Regions from separate parts of the Gossypium arboreum genome. Here region 1 is linked to region 2. A link is a contact called in public Hi-C data. All regions are on one chromosome and are shown on one strand. Each heading gives the region's core, a stretch centred on a gene start, on an enhancer-like site or on the middle of the called end of the contact. The rest is flanking DNA. Distances are from core to core; before and after follow the strand shown.

Evidence for each region. A called contact is a pair of places that touch in the nucleus more often than the background predicts.
Region 1: a contact with region 2 is called in a Hi-C map of leaf, with 4 times the contacts expected there. The contact joins the promoter of LOC108460900 here to the promoter of LOC108466030 in region 2. A contact is called at or near these places in 2 of 5 Hi-C or Micro-C datasets (both in leaf).

The regions. Positions count from the first base shown.
Region 1 is chr4:24,663,975-24,670,565 of ASM2569848v2, reverse strand. It overlaps LOC108460900 (probable adenylate kinase 7, mitochondrial), which reads right to left and starts at 1,328. Exons shown (of 4, transcript XM_017760597.2): 1 at 843-1,328; 2 at 453-581; 3 at 187-342; 4 at 1-47. The coding sequence starts at 1,196.
Region 2 is chr4:24,477,666-24,484,865 of ASM2569848v2, reverse strand. LOC108466030 (calcium-binding protein CML38-like) reads left to right here and starts at 3,145. Exons shown (of 1, transcript XM_017766400.2): 1 at 3,145-3,999. The coding sequence starts at 3,535. The coding sequence ends at 3,957. It overlaps LOC108459921 (protein LYK2), which reads right to left. Exons shown (of 2, transcript XM_053027169.1): 2 at 5,849-7,200. The coding sequence ends at 6,003.

The sequences.
Region 1 (6,591 bases), core at 79-2,578, 190 kb before region 2:
TTGAGAAGCTTCTTTTGCTTACTGTAGTAATCCTCCACTGACTTGGCCTGTGAAGATCAAGAGCATTGGTTTAGAAGATACATTCCACCTTCCATGATCCAACTCAAAGAATCATACACTGGCTCCCTAACAACGATAACCATGATAGGTTGTCATTAGACAACAACCATATCAAACAATAATTACCTGCTCTGAGTATACACGGAGTTTCTTCAAGGAACTTTCTACACCTTTGGAGTTGCCAATGTGAAGAAGCTCACTTTCTGAACTCATCTTCATGTACTCTTCAGAACATTTAAAGTTCACAACCAAATCAATATCAACAATTTGATCAAGAATTTCCTGTAAAAAGTAAAAACATAATTAGTGACAGAACCTATTGTAGAATGTTTCATTCAGCTTTAAAAAATCTTAGAACCACAATTGTAATATCAAAATCATAGATGACTTACAGCCTGGAGCCTGGTGCGAGGAATTCCATCGAGAATGAAACCATTTTCACCTTCTTCAAGTCGCTTAGACAGTAAAGCAAAAACTACATCCTCTGGAACAAGCTTCCCTTCATTCACAGCATTTACGACCTAAAGACCAAATTAATATTTTTGACTACATTATATATTTTAAAAAGTTGTAATAATCAGCGTGAACACTTGTAAAAGCTCATTAACCAGACTATCTCCGAATTTCTTAGCAATTTTTTGCACACCAAAACCAATGTTTTTCCATAACAGAGGGTACCTTTAAAACCAATTACCATTCAAACCTTTAAAGAAACAATATCTTTTTCTAGAAAATAACAAAGGAATAAATTTCAATTAGCAGAGATTAAAGAAAAAAAAGACCTGTTTGTAAAGAGAGGAGTAAGGATCAAGCTCTTGTCTAATAAGGGAACCCATTGAAATATGAGGGATTCCTAGAAGCTTGGAAAGCCTCTCGGCATAAGCATGGCGTTTCACTCCAGGCTCCCCTATAAGCACCCACTGGACTCCCCTCTCCGGCACTGAACCATCCACATCAAGCTTCTGCTGAGGCAGGCGCCTATCCCGGGGAGCTCGCTCATACTCGTAGTAGTCATAGTCGTAGTCGAGCTCCAACGCAGCGGCTGATCCGATATCTCGGATCCAACGTCGGAGTGGGTTGACGGCGGATGAAGCAACAGAGGCGCTGGCAACTCGGAGTTTGGGTAGCCATGCCATGGAGGCGTTAGGGTTTTAAGGAAACAAAAAGGAAATGTTGGAGAGGGCTAACGAAAAAGAAGAGGTTTCATTCTTCATTTGTAATAGAGAAATCCACACAGTGACAACTACACGTGCCCGTTAATTTTGAACATGGTTAAATTTTAGTTTTGATCCTCTACTATATTTAAATTTAAAATTTAATATTATTTTATATATATTTTTATAATTTTACAAGTCGGACCAACTGGGTTTTTTTATAAAAATAACTTGAAATTTATTATTATTATAAAAATGGCTTTTTTTTTTTATTATGCACGTAAATTATATGAAATGAATAGTAAAAATTAGTGAAGTAAAAACGATTGACATAACTCACTTGTCATGTTAGCCAATCATTGGCGGTTAAGATTTAAAAATTAATTTTTTGGATGAAGTCAATTTATTTAGCGCCACATATATAAGTACCAGTCTAATATCAACATTTTTGAATATTTCGAGGGCCAAAAAATAAATAATAGCGGTAGACTTTAATATGTCAGACTTTTTTTATAATGATTGTTTTTTTTTTTAAAATTTAAAGGTGTGTTTGTTTCACTGAAAATGGTGTGATTGATTTTTTTTAATTTAAAAGTCTATTTGTTTCACCGAAAATGATTTTCGAAAAATGACTTACTCTCTTGGAAAAGTTAATATTTTCTAGTGTTTGGATGAATCTGTGTAAAATATTTTCTGTTGTTTGATAGAATTCTTAAAAATAATTCATAAAAGTTGTTTTTAATGAAACAAACATACATTTGAGATTTTCTTATCTTTTCATTATTTAATCGAGTTTATTTTATATTTATAAATTTATATTTTACATTTTTTACATATATTAAAAATATTTTGTTAAATTTAAGTTCATTACAATGTCATTTTTAGTTACATGACTGTCAAGTGAGTATTTTTATTTAAAATGTGACATCGACAAAATTGGTAAAAATTTTTAACAATGTCAACAATTGGACTTGATTTTCAAATTTAAAAAGCAGAGGACTAAATTCTTGAAAATAAAAGTACAAAGACTAAATTGTAAATTTGTGAATAGTATATAGACTTATGATGATTTTAACCTTTATACTACAAAATATTTATTATTAAAATATTAATATTGAATATTTGCAATAATATGGGAAGAATATTATTTAAAATTATTATTTTTAAAATTTATTATTAAAATAAAATTAAAATATTAAATAATTTATTAAATTAATAAATTATATTAATTATATTAATAATTTATTATATGACTAAATATATATAAATAATTAAATATATATGTTTAATAATATTAAAAATATAATATTTTATATTAATATATTAATATTTTTAAATATTTTTAAAAATAAAATTATTATTAATATAATAATATTAAGTTTGATTTAAGTTAATTTTATATAAAAATAAAATTACCTCCAAATGAGCTCTTTTTCGGAAAATGAATTACGCTTTTCAAAACAGCAAGTCATTTTATAGGAAAAAGGGATTATTTTACGTTGACCTGTAAATTATTTTTCGTTGACCAAACTGTTTTCTGTGAAACAAACACAAGAAAATACAAAAATATTTTCCGCAAATTTTTTTACATGTAAACAAACGAACCCTAGAACTAAAATTAGTATTTTATTTGGTGGAGCCATAAAAAATGGTGCCACCACCTTTAGGCTTTTTATTTTTAGTTTTAATTTAAAACTAAAATTATTAATTATTTTGGTAAAGCCATAGAGAATGACGCCACCACCTTTAATAAAAAGAAAAACTAAAAATAAAAAGTCAAGTGATGGTGCCATTCTCTATGTCTCCACCAAATAAAGTACTAATTTTAATTTTAAATTTTAAAAAAATCAATCACTATATATAAAAAAAATATGATATATTAAAGTGGTGACGCCATTCTTTATGACTTCACCATTATTATTTATTTTTTAACCCCTGAAATGTTTAGAAATATTGGTATTGGACTAGTATTTATATAGGTGGCATCAAATAGATTGGTTTCACCAAAAAAATTGATTTTTAATCTTAATAACCAATGATTGGCTGACGTGGCAAGTAGATGGCGCCAATCTCTTTGGCTCCACTAACTTTCACTATTTATTTCGGGTTATTTACGTATTAAAAAAAAGTAGGTTCTTTTTATAATTAATCAAAATTTTTAGATTATTTTTATAAAAAATTTGACCAAATAGTTAGTACTACTAAGTAATTTGATTAAATTGTTTTTTTTTTTGTAAAAAATAGAAAATTATAAAAAAAACTACACCAACTGGCCTAACTACCCAAACGGGGATCTTCCAAACTTTCGCAAATCTTGACTTCCCGAGTGAGCCACCTTGACAAGTCTATCAACTTCTTGATTACCTACTCTGGGCATATAAAAAATATTCCAATGAGAAACCTGAGACAATAGTTGAAAATTCCTTCCAATTAGAGTCGTATTGGATTCCTCTGTAAAATTCTCTTGAATGGCCACCACTACTTCAAAACTATCAATCTGAATCATCATGTTATCCAAACCACGATCAATAAGGATATTTAGACCATCCAATAAGCCCCACAATTCGGCCTCAAATATTGAACAACTACTAAGAAACCTGTTATAGCCAATGATACATTCCCTATTACGGTCTTTCACAACCCCCCTTGTTGCGACAGAGTCATCCTCAAGCCTAACGGAACCATCAGTATTTAAAAATACCCAACCCTCTGGAAAATTAGATTACAATGTCATCTTCCTCTCCGTATTCAAATAACTTTGATCAGTCTTCAAAACATGTTTGGCCCAACTATACGAGGTTCAGATTGTATCAAAACTACTACATGACGTATTCTGAAAAATAAAGAGGTTACGATTCTTCCAGATACGCCAGATGATAATCCCGAAAAGACATTCCCAATTAACCTCCCCAAAGCAGATATCATACTGGTTATGCAAGTTGGATATTATCCATTCTTGTAAGTTGCTAGAGTAAAACTTGTTAAGTCAATCAATGGGAATCAAAAGCTTCAAAATATCAGTCGTTACCAGACAGTCTCTTAAAACATGTAACACATCTTCAGAAATATGTCCATAGACTCCATAAGCTGAACTATGCCCCAAAACCCGACGAACTTTTTCAACATCAGCGAGTAGCCTCTTTCAACATCATGCCAACACCTAATACTTCTCCCATCCCCCACAGACCAAATCAAATTTTCCCATATAAGAGGCCAAACCTTAGTAAAGGCTTTCCACAAGAAAAAGCTTCTACTACGGGATAGATTTTCTGGTATTCCCACAGCCACTCTACACTTTGCTTGTAAAATTTGTACCCATAGAGCTCTAGAATTAGTCACAATTCTAAAACCCAACTTTATCATGAAGGAAGTGTTATGATCTTGCAACTTCTGAAAACCAAGGCCTTCATGCTCTCGAGGCTGATAGAGATCCTCCTAACCAACCAAAGCCACTTTCCTGCCATTGGTTAAGATCCCTATACAAATTGACGCACCATACGTTCGATTTCCTCACAAAATCCTTTGGTAATCAACTTAGACTGCATGAAATAGCATGGAATCGCCATAAGAACTGATTGTGCTAGTGTAGCCTTACCAATAATAGACAAAGTTTAGTGTTCCAACCCTGCAACTTACTTTTAACCTTATCCACCACAGAACGCAAAGAACTGTTAGTAACTTTATCATGGAAAAGTGGAACTCCTAAATAACTTTCAAGATTATGCACTCTCCGAAAACCAAGAATATAATAGAGATTGCTTGCTAACACATCACCTACGCCTTCTGGAAAGTAAATGTTTTTTTTTGTGCGCATAATCCTGTACTCTGAATAATCACAGAAACTATCCAAAACTTTCTTTAAGAGTGTAGCTTGATCCCCTTCAGCATGACCAAACAGAATCAAATCATCTGCAAAAAAGAGGTGAGATAAGGGAGGGCCTGTACGAGATAAACAAATAGGTTGCCAAGATCTAGAATTAATATTAGCCTGGATACTATGGCCAAGCCAATTCATGCACAATACAAATAAATGGAAAAAAATGGGTACCCTTGACGGACCCCTTAGTCTCCCTGAATGTTAGAGTTGGGTTTCCATTCCATAAAATCGGCATAGTGGAGTTAGTGATAGCAGACATAATCACATTACAAAGGTAATTTGGAATTCCTGTACCTTGGGGATAAGAATCAATAAACTCCTAACACACTCGATCATAAGCTTTCTCTATGTCAATCTTGATGGCCAACCAGTTGCTAGTCTTTTTCTTAATTTTCATAGAACGAAAAACTTCTTGGGCAATGATAATATTATCCGTAGTACTCCTTCCTGCAATAAACCCAGTCTGTTCTTGGCTAATAATTCTTGGAAACACTAACTTGAAATGGTTGGCAATAATTTTCATTACCAATTTATAAAGGACTGAGCACAAACTAATTGGTCGAAATTAGGAAAAGCATTCTGGATTTGGAACCCTAAGAATGAGGACTATAAAGGCATTATTCAACTCAGGATCAATTTTTTTGCCATTGAAAATATTCTTTACCTAAGTACAAATCAAATCCCCAATTTACTCCTACTGGCTCTGAAAAAATAGTGCTTGAAATCCATCACTCCTCGGCGCCTTCAAAGGACTCATATCAAACATGACAAATTTTATCTCCTTATTAGAGACAGGTTTGCTAAGCATTAGATCTCATTATCTTCAAGCTTCGAAAAAGAATTAGTGGGAAGATCTTTCATCGACCCCGAATATTCATCATATAAATTTTTAAAAAATCAAGTCGCCTCTTAACTTAAATCCTCCTCATAAAAAATCCTCTCCCCCTCCGCATTCCTTAAAGCCGTAATTTGATTTTGCTTTCTTCTCTTAAGAGTGTGCCTATGGAAGAATTTAGTATTACGGTCTCCTAACGAAAGCTAGTCACACCGCGACTTTTGCTTTCGAAGGAGCTCTTCACGGTATAAAACATTTTTCAATTCCTCTCTAGTTTCCAATTCCAACTGAAATAAATGATCAGACTGAGAGAAATTCAAACTCCTTTAAATTGTATCAAGTTTCTGAAGCAGTCTTTTTTTCTGTGTTCCAATATGACCATACACCTTCTTATTCCAATCCTTGAGCCGGTTTGTAAAATTAAAAAGCGAACTAGACATGGAACCAACAAAATTTTAATTATTCTTCATGAAATCAAGAAACTCGACATGTTTAACTCAACCTGCCAGGAAATGAAAAGGACGACCCTTAGATGAATGGAGCTCAGATAAAAGCAAAAGAAAAATAGGATTGTGATTAGACTTGATTCTAGGTAAATGAGTCACAAAATAATTTAGAAATGATGATAGCCATGCCTCATTTCCAATAGCCCAGTTAAGGCATTC
Region 2 (7,200 bases), core at 1,896-4,395:
AAGGTAGTGGAGTAGGCAATTGGAGCCGAACTACTATAAATCCTTGTGTTCTTTGTTGCACAATTTTTATTGCTTTCACCATAACATCTCAAAGGTTAATTCAACTTCCTTATTGGCAATCTCGAGTTGATTCTTCTGTGCTAATACAAACCACTATCCTGAAAATTAGGGATATACTCAAAGACTTAACAATCATTTAACTAGAAAATAAAAACAACTGATTAAATTAAACATTGACTAAAGACTTAATTAATAAATCAATAAAAACAATTAACCAGACCAACAGACCAAATATAAACAACATAAACATTGCTGGTGTTACTGCTTTAACATAGGGGCCAGAAAGAGTGAGGGTTTTCCTCTGGTTAGTAGCCAATCAATGCCTTTTAGCGAATGCAAAACGTGTAAGATGACACCTCACAAAAGATCTGTATTATGCTTCTTGTGGTAATGTAGTCGAAGATATAGACCATTTACTGCGCCAGTGTTTTGTTGCGAAATCGGTATGGTTCACTTTAGTTCAGAGAGTTTTTGTCAATGAATATTAAAGAATGGGTGCAATTGAATATACGAGATCCAGCTTAGTTTGCGAAAGTGGATGCTGTCGACTGGGACCTGCTGTTTGGATTTATATGTCGAAACTTATTGAATTTGTTGAAATAAGCTTGTCCTTGACCCTAGCTTTATTGAAACAAAAGGAATTTCAGAGAAAAGCAACATGATATGTATTGACATGCGAAGAGCAGTTGGTCTCGTGGGGCGACAACAAAGTGCCAGTGGCCAAAAGTATAGTTGGTTGGTAATCTGGGAGAAACCGATGGAAGTATGGTGTAAGGTAAATACAGTCGAGGCGTTGCGGACTGAGGAAGGGGTGGCATCGCCAAGGGGATCATTCGAGATGCTGATGGACGTTGGCTGATCAGTTTCTCAAGAAGCTTTGGGCCATGCCTGATCCTAGATGCCGAGCTGTGGAGAGCATATGATGGGTTAAAATGTGAAATGGACATGGATATGAGGAAGGAGATTTTAGGGACGAATAACATGGAGGTTGTTTGACTGTTGAGGCATAAAGGAAATCTGGCAGCTAATAAGGTAGTGTTACGATCGATTTGGCACTTACTTGGGAAGGAATGGGATGTTAGGGTGACACATGTCTTTCGCAAAAGAAATTAGGTAACGGACGAGATAGCGGCAATAGCTTGGGCTTTGAATAATTCGAGAGCCTCAGGACAACATCTTCAAGATGATTCCAGCGGTGTAGGAACAAGAAGAGTAATGCATAATTAGTCTAATTTAGAATTTAAATCCTTACATTAAAAAAAGAACCCTAAAAAACTGTGATTGCAATAAAAAAAATATCACCACATTTAACCATTTCAGCATAATTCAAAATTTTTTAAAAAATCCTTAGAATTTTAAAAATTATAAAAAAAAATTAGAATGAGTGACTTTTAAAGTTTTTATTTTTTTTTGGAACACCTCTTCTTCTCCTTCTAGGCTTCCTTTGGTTCACCGTTTAAAGCCAGTGAGGTGCAGTTGGACTCCCAACCTCACTGGGAAGCTGTTTGGTTGAGTGTTTCAGTGCAACCAAAATCAATTCTTATCACACTGCTATCCCAAAAATCAACTGGAGCTTTCAGCAGCAGTAAGCTCACTGGTTGAACTTCCATTTATTATTTTACCATTTTATCCTTAAAGTTTCTTTATCAATCTGTTATTTTTTTCAGATTTGGCGGCCAAATTCTGTTATCTATGTTGGAGTTTCAACACACTTTAACTGGGTAAAGTAAGAATTTCAAACAGAGCACCAGCAGCAACGTATTATACCCGGGTAAAATATGAAGGAAAAATGCTTGAAGTTCAAGCTTTTAGCTACTGTCAAGAATGGAGAACAGAACTTAGAATTTTTAGAAGGCAAAGGAAGAATGGAGCATATGGAAGAAAATCTGATGATTTCATTCGTTTTAAACATTGGTTATATAATAAAAAATTAAAAATTAAAAATTATTATCATTTTATCTAATAAATAATTTAAATTGATTATATAATTCATTAAAATATTTATAATAAAATATTAAAAGATACATTTTAATATTTTATTAAATAAATTTATAAATTCACATATTTTAATAATTTTATATAAGTAAAATAATTTAAAAACTTCTATTATATATCAATTCTAATATGATGTCCTTAATAATCATTTTTCATTTTCACCTCACCGCTACAGCTGCGTTTGAATCCAAACACACACTCCACCGCTGTTTCTAATCTCACCGCTACAGTATCCAATCTCACCGCTATAGTAACTAATCACACCGCCACCGCTGTTTTTAACCTCACCGGAAGTAAACACACCGCCCATCCAAACTAAGCCCTACTTTTCTCTCTTCATCTCAAACCTTCCGCCATTGTTGTCCCAGCAAAACCGATCCAATTTCTCGGATTTCCCATGGAGTCCATCTCAAAACTAGATTTTTATCTCTAGAAACAATGGCTTCGCTACGGGTCTATGTCGCTGGGCTCTTCTGGAAAACTCTACTATTTCTCTGTTTGGTATTGCAACATGTCTAGAAATAACATTGTTGTTTGATCCTCCGATGACTCTCTTCGGGCCAAAACTTGTTACCGGGGCAGCCATCAGCGACTGGTAACCGATATTCAACGAGGCTGGCATTGGAAGATGGGGGATGTCCGGTTTATGGGAATTGACATAGTTTGGATTTTCCAGCTGATACGAGTTTGCCCAACCACACAATGAATTTCCTGAATTTGTTTGAATAAAGACTAAATTATATAATATGTAAAGTTGAGGATATTTAGGTGAGCATTCCTTAAATGATTTAAGGAGAGAATAATCAAAAATAATAATATTAGTTATTAAAATAATAAATTTAACTCTTATAATATTAATACTCTTACCAAATAAAGTGAGTGAATATGATTTTTAATTTTAATTCTGAGGTCTATTGTATAAAACTGAAGAAGAAAGAAGGTCAAGTAATTTTATTACCAGATTTATAATGACGAAATGGTTGAAGGCTCCCATTAATCTCCTATCTTGGTGGGAAATTTGATAAAGTCAAACCTTTCTGCCCCTTTTCTGGGTTATTTACCACTAGTCTTCAATTATTTATTAGGGTTGTGGGCGTTCTGATTTGATGGTTGGCCGTAAAAACCCCTCCCTCTACCAATCCATTAGTCTGAATGCGCTCCTTTTTTCTTCCTTTGATTTCCGCTTTAACACTTTCTTTTTCCTTCAAACATCCCCATGCATGAAGTTGAAAGGTCAAAGTCTTCTTTAGCCCCTAAAGACAAGTTACAAGGTGGTCACCTCACGCCAGGCGCCCACTTCGCTCATCCCCTTCGTATAATTTACATACACACACGTTGCCCTCACTTTCCTATTCCCCATTTTAGGCTTGTGTTACAACCCAACTATATAACATTTTGGGGTTTAAGCTAGCTTTATATGTCATGTGAACCTTCAACTTGTTGCTCCATTTTGTTTAGAGCTTGATTCCCATTATTGGAATGGACAAACACCAAGAATACGAGAGGGTATTTAATCACTTCGATGAGAATAAAGATGGGAAGATATCCCCGGCGGAGCTTCAACTGTGCGTGAAGGCGATAGGAGGGGAGCTGTCACGGGAAGAGGCGGAGGTGGCGGTGGAGGTGTTGGATACGGACGGGGATGGATTGTTGGGGTTGGAGGACTTCATTAGGTTAGTGGAAGAAGTAGGAGAGGAAGAGAAAGTGAATGATTTGAAAGAGGCTTTCAAGATGTATGAGATGGAAGGTTGTGGGTGTATTACGCCAAAGAGTTTGAAGAGGATGCTTAGTAGATTAGGTGAGTCTAGAACTTTAGAGGAATGTAAATCCATGATTGCTCAGTTTGATCTTAATGGCGATGGAGTCCTCAATTTTGATGAATTTAGAGTCATGATGTTATGAACTTGTCATATTTACATATATAATCTTAACGATGAATTTGAAGTCATGATGCTTGGATGTATATATATATATATATATACACATCTCTTTCTTCTTCTCTTTCCTTGTTCTTTGTTGGGATTTCTTAAAAATATTTTTATTTCACATAACGATATTAAGATTTTTTATATTAAATGTCAATAATATGATACCTTCAACAAAGTAATTGGAACATCAATTAGGTATCTTTTTATCACATTTTATTTTTTTGATTTAAATATTCTGAGAGGTTACGAGTAAATTTACGGAGAGGAGTGTTTGATCCCTTGTCTTAATACATACGGGAGTTGAATAGGCAACTTAGACACCACTTTATTTAGTCTTTTTGTTGAGACAATTTTAATTTTGAGGGAATAAAATTGAGCACGGACACTTCGAATCTAATACCAAACCTATTGAGAGGGTTCATAAACTTTTAAGAATGAAACTGTAAAAATTTCTCTTTAAAATTAAGTTAAAATCCGCTAAACAAAAATAAAATAATGCAATAAGTGCATTAAAAACTTAAGTTCAAATGTTCATCTATTTTAAATCCCTAAATAAGTTGGAGTCATAAACACAAAAATGATTAAAATTTTAATTTTTTATAAAGTAAAAAATATTATTATGAGTGTATTTTTATTTTTTAAACTTATTTTTCTTGAAAAACAACAAGTGCATTTTTATTTTTATTTTTATGTAAAATCTATAAATCTAGAAAATTTTCAATTAAAGCCTAATTTTTTAAAATAAAATAATAATATTGCAAACTAGCTTTACGATTAGAGTGATCATGGGTCAAGCGGCTCGGCCGGCCAAGGCCCGCCAAAAAATGGGAGGTTTGGGTAAAATATAGGCCGGAAAATGGGCTTGGGCAAAAAAACGAGGCCCGTTTAGAAAACGGGCCGGGCCTCGGGTAAGGGTTTTTTGGCCCGGGTCCGGCCCAACCCGGCCCAAATTATATATTAATATATATTTTTTTATTTTATTTTTAATTATTTTAAATTTTTAATATAACTATTTTTTATTATATTATTAATTTGTGTATTGTTTTAAGAATTGTTTTAGTATTATTTTTATTTGTTTTAATATTTATTTTTATGTTTTTAAATATAGTTGATTTATTATATTTTAAACTTTTTTATTTAATGACATAAAAAAATTTTAATATGGGCCGAGCCGGGCAGGGTTCGGGCTTAATAAGTTTATTTCGGACCGGGTTTGGGTAAAATTTTAAGCCCATATTTCGGGCCGGGCTAAGCCCGGGCCTAATAGATGGGCCTAAAAAATTATATGGACCCGGCCCGGCCCATGATCACCTCTATTTACGATAAGAGAAAATAGGGGAAAAAAACTGTAGAATCGCGCATTTCTACATGATGTGACAGGAGAAGAACCAGAGACTTTGCCCTACAAGAATTTTCATACTGTGGCATTTGGTCCCTCCCCACCCATAAAAAAGCTTTTAATTATTGGCCCCAAATTCATAGAACCACCAAAAGCTTCAAAATGGTTTTGGAGTAAAAAAAGAATATTCCAATCTTAAATATATTGAATATCTTAGATAGATCAGTTACCAATATTTTTTTCTTGCAGATTGTGATCCAAGAAATGTGAATCATACCACTACCAAGCGTGCAACCTTTTTTATTATTCAGTTTCTGCCAATTTCAATAGTTTAGCTAAACTTTGACTGAATGAGTCAAAGCAGCACAAGCTTCAATGAAGAATTCCCCACCATTTGGCTTCATAGTTTATAGTAAATTGTATGTAATCTTCCAAGCTTTTTCTAAAATGTTGACTACTTGAATGATTTATTATGTATCAGGAAATTCAGAGAAATTAAACAAAAACTACAAAGTTTAAACCTGCCTTATTTGTTCAATCTCAGTTTTCTTTTAATTACATATATGTAGTTATTTACAGGGATCTCAATACCCTTATCAAGAGGACAAGAGGCTATGAAGCCTGGACTCGAAAATAATAGCTATTTTGGATCTTTTTTAACAGATTATATTATATATTATTCACAGATTGGATGTTGTGGATGATGTGTTTACCAGAGGTTTGGAAGAGCTTTCGAAGATCAATGTGTGTTCTCCTTCTGTTGGTTCTTCCACCGATCTTGATAACCTGTCAACGATCTCTCCAGCACTTGGTCTCAAACAAGGGTCTTCTTCAGTGCAAGCTCTTGCAAGGTTTGCCAATGTGACTGCCATATCAAATGAGTAATTCTCCCCTAATGCACTGTCCATCCATGCCCTTAATTCATCTGCGCTTTCTGATTGTAATATGGCCTTGATTTTCTCCGAAAGCCAAACGTTCCCGCCTCCTTTCTTATCCGGTCGGCTTATCGGGGTTTGTCCCGATAAGATTTCGAGCAAAACTATCCCATAAGCAAATATGTCAATGCCTGGGGAGATAACACCTTGGTGAAGATATTCAGGAGCTAGATAACCCAAGCTCCAACTGGAAGGGTTTGTTGAAAGATCAGGATATTTTGTATCATCTTCAACACACCTTGCCATACCAAAGTTCCCAATCTTTGCATTCAAATCTTCATCCAGGAATATGTTTCGGCTCTTGATATTTCTATGAACATAGCTCGGATTCATAACTTGATGCATATACTGTAATGCCACGGCTATATCGAAACTGATCTTCAGCCTTTGCTTCCATGTCAAGAAGCAGTAACATGAGGCTATGAACTGATTTTTCATTGCCAATCCACCATGTAACCAATCCTTCAAGGAACCATTTTTTGCATATTCAAAGACCAAAAATGAATGGGAGCCCTCAATCACACATGTTCCGAGTAATCTAATTATGTTTGGGTGGTGATGAGTTGCATCAGTAAAGAATCTAGTCTCAACCTTTGAAATATTTTCTGTTCTAGTGCGCCTTATTGCCATGCTTTTCCCATTGAGATGACCATGATACACACTTCCCTCTATCTGAGTACTCGGATTGAAATCCTCGGTAGCTTTCCTGAGCTCCTCTATGGTATATAACTCCAGTAGCGCCTTACGAGATGTAACACTGTCTATCAGCCGACCGTCTCCGGCATCCTGAGATCCTGCAAACGAGACTTTCTTCTCGCTTGCAGTCCGCACACTTAAGCTAAGCTGCTGCAGTTCCAAATCATCATCCTTGCTTAAGTTTTGCTTCTTCTTTTTCCTCTTCAATCGGATCACCAAGAAGGTTGCTGCAACAGCAATGATAGTC